2 separate regions of the Hordeum vulgare genome follow, and region 2 is linked to region 1. The links are chromatin contacts, called in public Hi-C maps. All regions are on one chromosome and are shown on one strand. Each heading gives the region's core, a stretch centred on a gene start, on an enhancer-like site or on the middle of the called end of the contact. The rest is flanking DNA. Distances are from core to core; before and after follow the strand shown. Region 1 overlaps LOC123447355 (serine/threonine-protein kinase MPS1). Region 2 has its middle 22 kb from the start of LOC123447361.

What was found. A called contact is a pair of places that touch in the nucleus more often than the background predicts.
Region 2: a contact with region 1 is called in a Hi-C map of leaf, with 5 times the contacts expected there. The contact joins two enhancer-like sites. A contact is called at or near these places in 2 of 6 Hi-C or Micro-C datasets (both in leaf).

The regions. Positions count from the first base shown.
Region 1 is chr4H:14,172,116-14,175,313 of MorexV3_pseudomolecules_assembly, reverse strand. LOC123447355 (serine/threonine-protein kinase MPS1) reads right to left here. Exons shown (of 5, transcript XM_045123953.1): 5 at 2,238-3,198. The coding sequence ends at 2,815. Among protein-coding and RNA genes, the nearest start is that of LOC123447355, 7.3 kb to the right of the region's middle. Within about 2 kb of position 1,748, at least 3 of the 3 cell types and tissues checked have open chromatin away from gene starts, as enhancers often do. A contact at or near this core is called in leaf, where this site is marked.
Region 2 is chr4H:14,283,905-14,287,102 of MorexV3_pseudomolecules_assembly, reverse strand. No RefSeq gene overlaps it. Among protein-coding and RNA genes, the nearest start is that of LOC123447361, 22 kb to the right of the region's middle. Within about 2 kb of position 1,507, at least 1 of the 3 cell types and tissues checked has open chromatin away from gene starts, as enhancers often do. A contact at or near this core is called in leaf, where this site is marked.

The sequences.
Region 1 (3,198 bases), core at 499-2,998:
TCTATGTAGGCATGCAGCAGCGCATGCATGTGCGGCCGTGATCGACCGGATGCGATGCGATGCGATGCGCAGCACATAGTAAGTATGCGATCCATCATTGGTCTGTCTCGCTGCCTCGCATGCATTGGCCGATGACGACCAGCGATCGATCAAAATGTGCAGTGACCCTGTCAGCTCTCTCTCCCTGCATGCACGCATAGGATGGAACGGATAGGCCCCGGTTTGGTACTTGCACTGTGCGATTCGACAGCGAGATCCACGACTGGGGCAGCGGGGGTGGTAGGCTAGTAGTAGTACCGGTGAGCGGACAGATCTACTGCTGCCGCTCCATCTGAGGGTGGTTGCAATAGGGGAACTGCCGCGTGCTCTCTCGTCAACCACTTCAAGATCTGCTCATCACTTGTGCGACTGGAAGATAATCTCCATGCTTGATCGAACGGCCCTCAATGGCGACTTCGCCCACGTGCCACGATTTACGGCCAAGTTAATTAAATTCACACCGTGGTCATGGTTGTAGTTTGTTGATTATGGATACACTTTTCCTTTTTGTTGTGTTTGTATTGTATCCCTTTGATGCTTCATTTTTTAAACGAATGAAATCCAACCTTTGTTGTAAAATATGTACTACTCCATAATACGATCCCATCTTCCCGTGGCACCAATTATGATGTCTCTTGCTCAGCAGTGCGTACGCCGGACGACGTCCATCATGGCGGGCGCACGTGAAGGTTGACGCGCCGGCCGCGGCTCCGGCGACCACCGAACCGGAGCTCCTGTTGCGCGCACAGCGGCACGCAGCAGCAGCAAGCATGCCTCGGATAAAGCGCCGGGCCGAGCTGACACGGGAACAGTGGGCGTAGCGTAGGTGCCCCACGAGGCGAGGCCAGGCCACGGCGCGGTGCCCGCCATGCCTGGCCGTGGGCTAGCGCGCGCGCTGACACCGTGCCGCGTCGCAGCCGGCGCGCGACGGACGGCAATGCTTGGCGCCGCAGCCACCGCGCGCCGCCGTCAGAGGGGCACGGCCGGGCTAGTACTGTAGTATTTCTCTTGGCCGGGCCGACGGAGCGCGCGCGTACGTTTTTTTTCTTTTTTTTTTTGAAGATGAAGAAGAAGCGAGCACGTGCGTACGTATGTCTACGCAGGGTACCCACCACAGCCCACTAGCTGCCCTTGATTTGTACCGCGTGCGGGCCGACGTGACTGGCGTATGTACGCTGCGGCCGGGCCGTGCGTGCATGCACATGATGAGCTCTGGTCCGTGCCGCGGTGCGCGCGTGACGTGCACATTTGGGCGCCAGCGCACGGCCAGAGCGGACGCAGGGGTGATCAGTGGGTTGCGTGTGGTGGACCGAGTGATATACACCTACAAAGTCTTACGTAAAGATTTTACGTACAAACTGATGTGTAAGATTGTGATTGGTAATTGAGTGATGAGGGACTCCATTTTCACTGAAAATCAAGGGAGGAGAAGAGTTAGTTTGGAAGGTTAAGTAAACCTTCGTAAGTTTTTGTATCTCTAGTATTATTGTGGTGAACCACTCGGGGGCGCTGCACCGTGAGGAACAGGGCAACAGGCCCCCCGGCTCGGCCTACGCGTGGCCGACTCGTCTCGACTCCCGCGGCTCTCTGACCAGTGACCACCATCTGTTCTGCGCGCTGCTAGTGTGGTACTAGTACTAGTACCAGGCGAGTGATGGTGAACAGGGACTCACCCAGAGGGGGAGCTGAGCAGCGCTGCTAGTGGCGACTTCTGCCGCCGTGACAGTGATTGATAGATATAGGGGCCAGGGCTTGCTGGTCACCGCAATGATAGGCGACGTATGTAGGTGAGCATGGATAGCATGTGTCCTTGGACTACTACTGGTACAGAAGGTAATGCATGCGCCGTGCATCTGCATCTGCAAAGTGGGAAAGCACCAACACTTTCCACCAGATGGGGCTCGCGCCGTCTAAAAAACCGTGCCTGCACACTCCATAAGGTTCTGTGGGCTCGTGCGACGAGTTCAATCGTGCTGTTATACATACATACATACATACATACATACATACATACACAAGAATGATGTAATCAACCCAGATTGGAGCACAAAGAAAAGAAGCGTGCTCACGACGAGCACCAGCGGGACGACTCCCGCGGTTAGCTTGATGAGAACCACAGCTCAACACAAAGGGCGAACGCCCAAGGATCATCATCATCAAATGCGGCTATAGGATGATGCTTCCTGCACCCAACAACATACAGCTAAATATCTTCAGTTCTAAGACCAATTAATCAGTCCAACAACCACGGAATTGCCTGCATCAGTGATGCTCAAAAAGAAAAAGAAAAAAGGAAAAAGAATTGCCTGCATCAGCTTCCCTAACCCCCCGGGCACCAAGAATGCCTCCTCCCCAGGGAGGCTACCCCAACTCATCACGCAGGTGCTATTTACATATACAGATTACAACAGGCGCTGCCACCTAAATTCACAAGAACCAAACACACAAAAAACAGACTAAAGCACCACCTGCCTAGTTCCTCGTCTACCAAGGAAGACCTCGTGTCACGGAAGATCCCCCGGTTACCGGCTAACGTTTTGGGGACGAACAAAATAAAGCCCAAGAGGGAGGCATACATAGACCAGCGACGACCTCAGGACGGCGCATACATGGGACCATCGATCGAGGGCCGACCTTCAGTAACAACACGATTAGCGATAAAATCGGCGATGGTCAACTGCAAATCTTGTCCAGCACCCGCAGTGCCTCGGTAAGACGGCGCACGCTGAGCTAAATATGCTTGCCACGCCTCTCTCCAGATACCGTCGAGCTGTGTCACATTTTGGTGCTTTGACTGGTCTCATCCTCCTTGCGCTTTGCAATCACGTCCCGGATCTCGGAGAAAAGCCTAGCAACCTCGGGGTCGGCCCAGTATGGTCTGATCTGCTCCATCATCATGGTGCATGGGTCGGGATCAGGGTTGATGGGAGGCAAATCCCGTGGCACCCGAGGGACAAGAAATGGGTGCTGCAGCAACTGAGGTATTCTCCACCGTTCGTCTCGGTCCCAGGCCAGGCACCTTCGCATAAGATCAATAAGCCATGGGTTGTCGACCGGAGGATAACTGATCTTGTGGTTCCTATCTGTGACAGCTTTGAATTTGGTCCAGAAATTCGTGTAGTCTGCAAATGGTGTCTTGCCATACACCATCAGATAAAG
Region 2 (3,198 bases), core at 258-2,757, 110 kb before region 1:
CAAGGGTCCGGTTACAGGGAACTCCTCAAAACTCTCAAACTTGGCCTATTTTGACAAGTTTTCTATACTACTAGTCACTAATTTTGGGTCCCGCTTCGACCTGAACGTCGGGGAACGTCGGGGTCCGATTACGGAGACCTCTTCAAAACTCAGAGCTTTGGCATGTTTTGGCCAGTTTTCTATATTATTACTAATTACGGAGACCTCGTCAAAACTCAGAGCTTTCGGGTCCCATCGCGATCTGAACGTTCGGGGAACCCCAGGGCCCGGTTATGGGTACTCGTCAAAACTCGCAAGTTTGGCCTATTTTGGCAAGTTCTATATGTTATTACTCACTGATTTTTGGTCTCACTGCGATCCGAACGTTCGCGGAACCCGAGGGTCTGGTCAAGGTTACTCGTTAATACTTGTAGGTTTGGCATATTCAAGCCAGTTTTCTATACTATTACTCACTGCTTTTGGGTCCCGCTGTGATCCCAACATCCAGGGAACTCTGGGGTCCGCTTACGGGGACCTCGCGAAATCTCATAGATTTAGCCTATTCTGGCCTGTTTTATATACATTACTCACTGATTTTGGTTCTCGCTCTGGCCCGAATGTCCAGGAAACACCGGGGTCTGCTTACGGGGACCTCGCCATAACCCGTAGACTTGGTCTATTCTGACCAGTTTTATATACTATTACTCACTTATTTTTGGTTCCGTTGTGGTCTAGACGTCCGGGGAACACCGTGTGTCTTATTAGGGGGACCTCGTCAAAACTCGCAGATTTTGCCTATTCTAGCTAATTTTTTCTACTCTTACTTACTGATTTTGGGTCTTGGTGCGATCCGGACATTCGTGGAACCCCGGGATCCAGTTACGGGTAACTCATCAAAACTCGCAGATTTGGCATATTCTGCCCAGTTTTCTAAGCTATTAGTCACTAATTTTAGGTCCCACTATGATCCGTACGTGCGGGGAATTCCGGGATCCGTACATGCGGTCGGGATGGACTTTGTTGTTAACCTCACCGAGGCTGAGAAGCCTCCTTGAGTAATGAAAATTTTATTTCGCCCGCAAAAAAAATCCCATGATCCCAAGAACTGGTTGTGAGCAAGTCTCCTTTTTGCTACTTTTTTTTATATATTGTAACTGTTATGGCTTACTAACAGAAAATACGGTAGAGCAATTATCCTACTGTTCACAGTTCAAAATATATTAATTTGATAACAGAAAGTATACATGATTTACTTAATTACTTTGGTAGTTAGGGAAATATCAAAATACATTTCTTTAATCCAATAGAAAACAAGCCATTACCTAGCAGGTGGGAGAAAACATTCCGGTTAACCCATGTGACTAGTAAACTGCACCATAAAAGGCTTTGGAAAAAATATCTTGCTTTCAAACGCTTGTGAGGCCGTGATGCATTATCGTCCGCTAAAGTTAATTATGCACCTAACCGATCAGTGAACTGTGGATCATGCGCCACTCATTATGCATCTACCAAGAGGGCTAGAATAGACTAGCTGAATGCGAGATTTTTAGAGCAACAGCGCACCTGATTATACACGGGCGCTCATGGCACTCCGACTAGTATCATCAGTCTAATTAAGCATCATCAGCTGAAACAAAGTGTTCTAATCAAGCATCATGCAAACACGTTAGCACACGCGCGCTCGAGGCCGGTGCCATCATTGCTGCCGTGCTAGACCGCCCGGTCAGCTCAGCTCAAACCCAGCTGCTATTTTCAGATAGCCTCCAAATCTCTTTCGAAAATGGCCTGAACACATTCGGTCCGTTGAGGTATGTGCTTTGATGACCGTCGACCGGAACCAGATGAACAACGCTATTCATTTCTTGATTCTGCTGCCGTGATTTTGACTGCGCATGCTACTCCCTCTGTTGGTGTCCGAAAAACGTCAGTGTGTACTTACAAGATATGCCGTCTGAAACCAACGAAGGCAGCGATCGTCGGCGTTGAAGCCTTGCAGGGGGTAGGCCTCCTCCTTTACTCCATCCGGGGTAGACCGACCTGCACAAGTTTGCAGCCTGTCGATCTAGCGATCTAGCATATGATAAGATGCTGCATTACTCCACGGCTTCAGAGCGTCAGAGCCGGCTCAGATCAGACCAGAGAGATCAGACGAGGCAACCACGGATGCCCTTTCACATCGGCAAATACTACGCCGCGGCGCAACTGTTCCCATACATCTCTGCTGCCGCTTTGCATTGCATTGCATTGCATGTCGCGTCAGGCGCATACACACGCACGATCATCATCAAATGCGAGCGCGGCGCCGGCTGCCTTCTCGGAGTTGGCTTGCCCCCTTTGTGTCATTCCCGGTCGCCGCCTCGAGCGCCGCGCATGCATGCATGCATGCAGCGCTCGTCGTCGATGCTCGATCCTGTGCCTGCAGGCTGCAGCTTCCGGCCGTCGCTGGCTGACAAAGGAGTTTAATTTTTTGTGCCCAAGAACAAGAAGGATTGGGTCTATGACATGTCTACTTTTTTGGTCCATTTATATTTCTTTATCTTTGTGAGGTGGAACAGCAACAGCTGACACTATTCATTCATAATATTTGTAGTTGTAGGTACAGAAAACTAGTCTGGTAGTGGTGGATCAAACCAAACATGTCGGCCACGGGACAGAGACAGTACAAACTTCGCTGCAGAATCAATCTCGTCATTACTCCTCCTACTCTCAGGTTTAAAAGCTAGTTCCTGAAACCCAAAACACAGGGCGTCTACAGTTGGCCTTAAAAATATGGCAAATCCTATTTTGCGCTTGTCCGTACCTAGGGCATACCCAGTTCCCTGACACTACCTTTCGTTTTTTAATATAAGTTTTTTTTAAAAAATTCACTAATGAATGAATTTACACTTTAAAACAGGTCTATATGCATTCGTATTAGTTTTTTAATGAAACTTCTCGAAAAGACTTATATTTAGAAACGCAAAGAATGGTATTTTCTTGGAATGTGCAAGCCCATATAAAGAAAATAACGTACAGTGGTTCTCACTCGGCACCTTCGTGGGTCAGCCCATTTAACTGTTATTCTATAAACTTCAAAAAAAGTAAAAAAAAAGGGCACGGCCGACAGTTTCGAACTGCAGACCTTTCAATTCAGAGTATGAGGCTATAACCAATAGGACACACCAATCTAGTCTGAACATATATGTTTTTGTCCTATTATTGTCTTTAGTTCGCGGAACT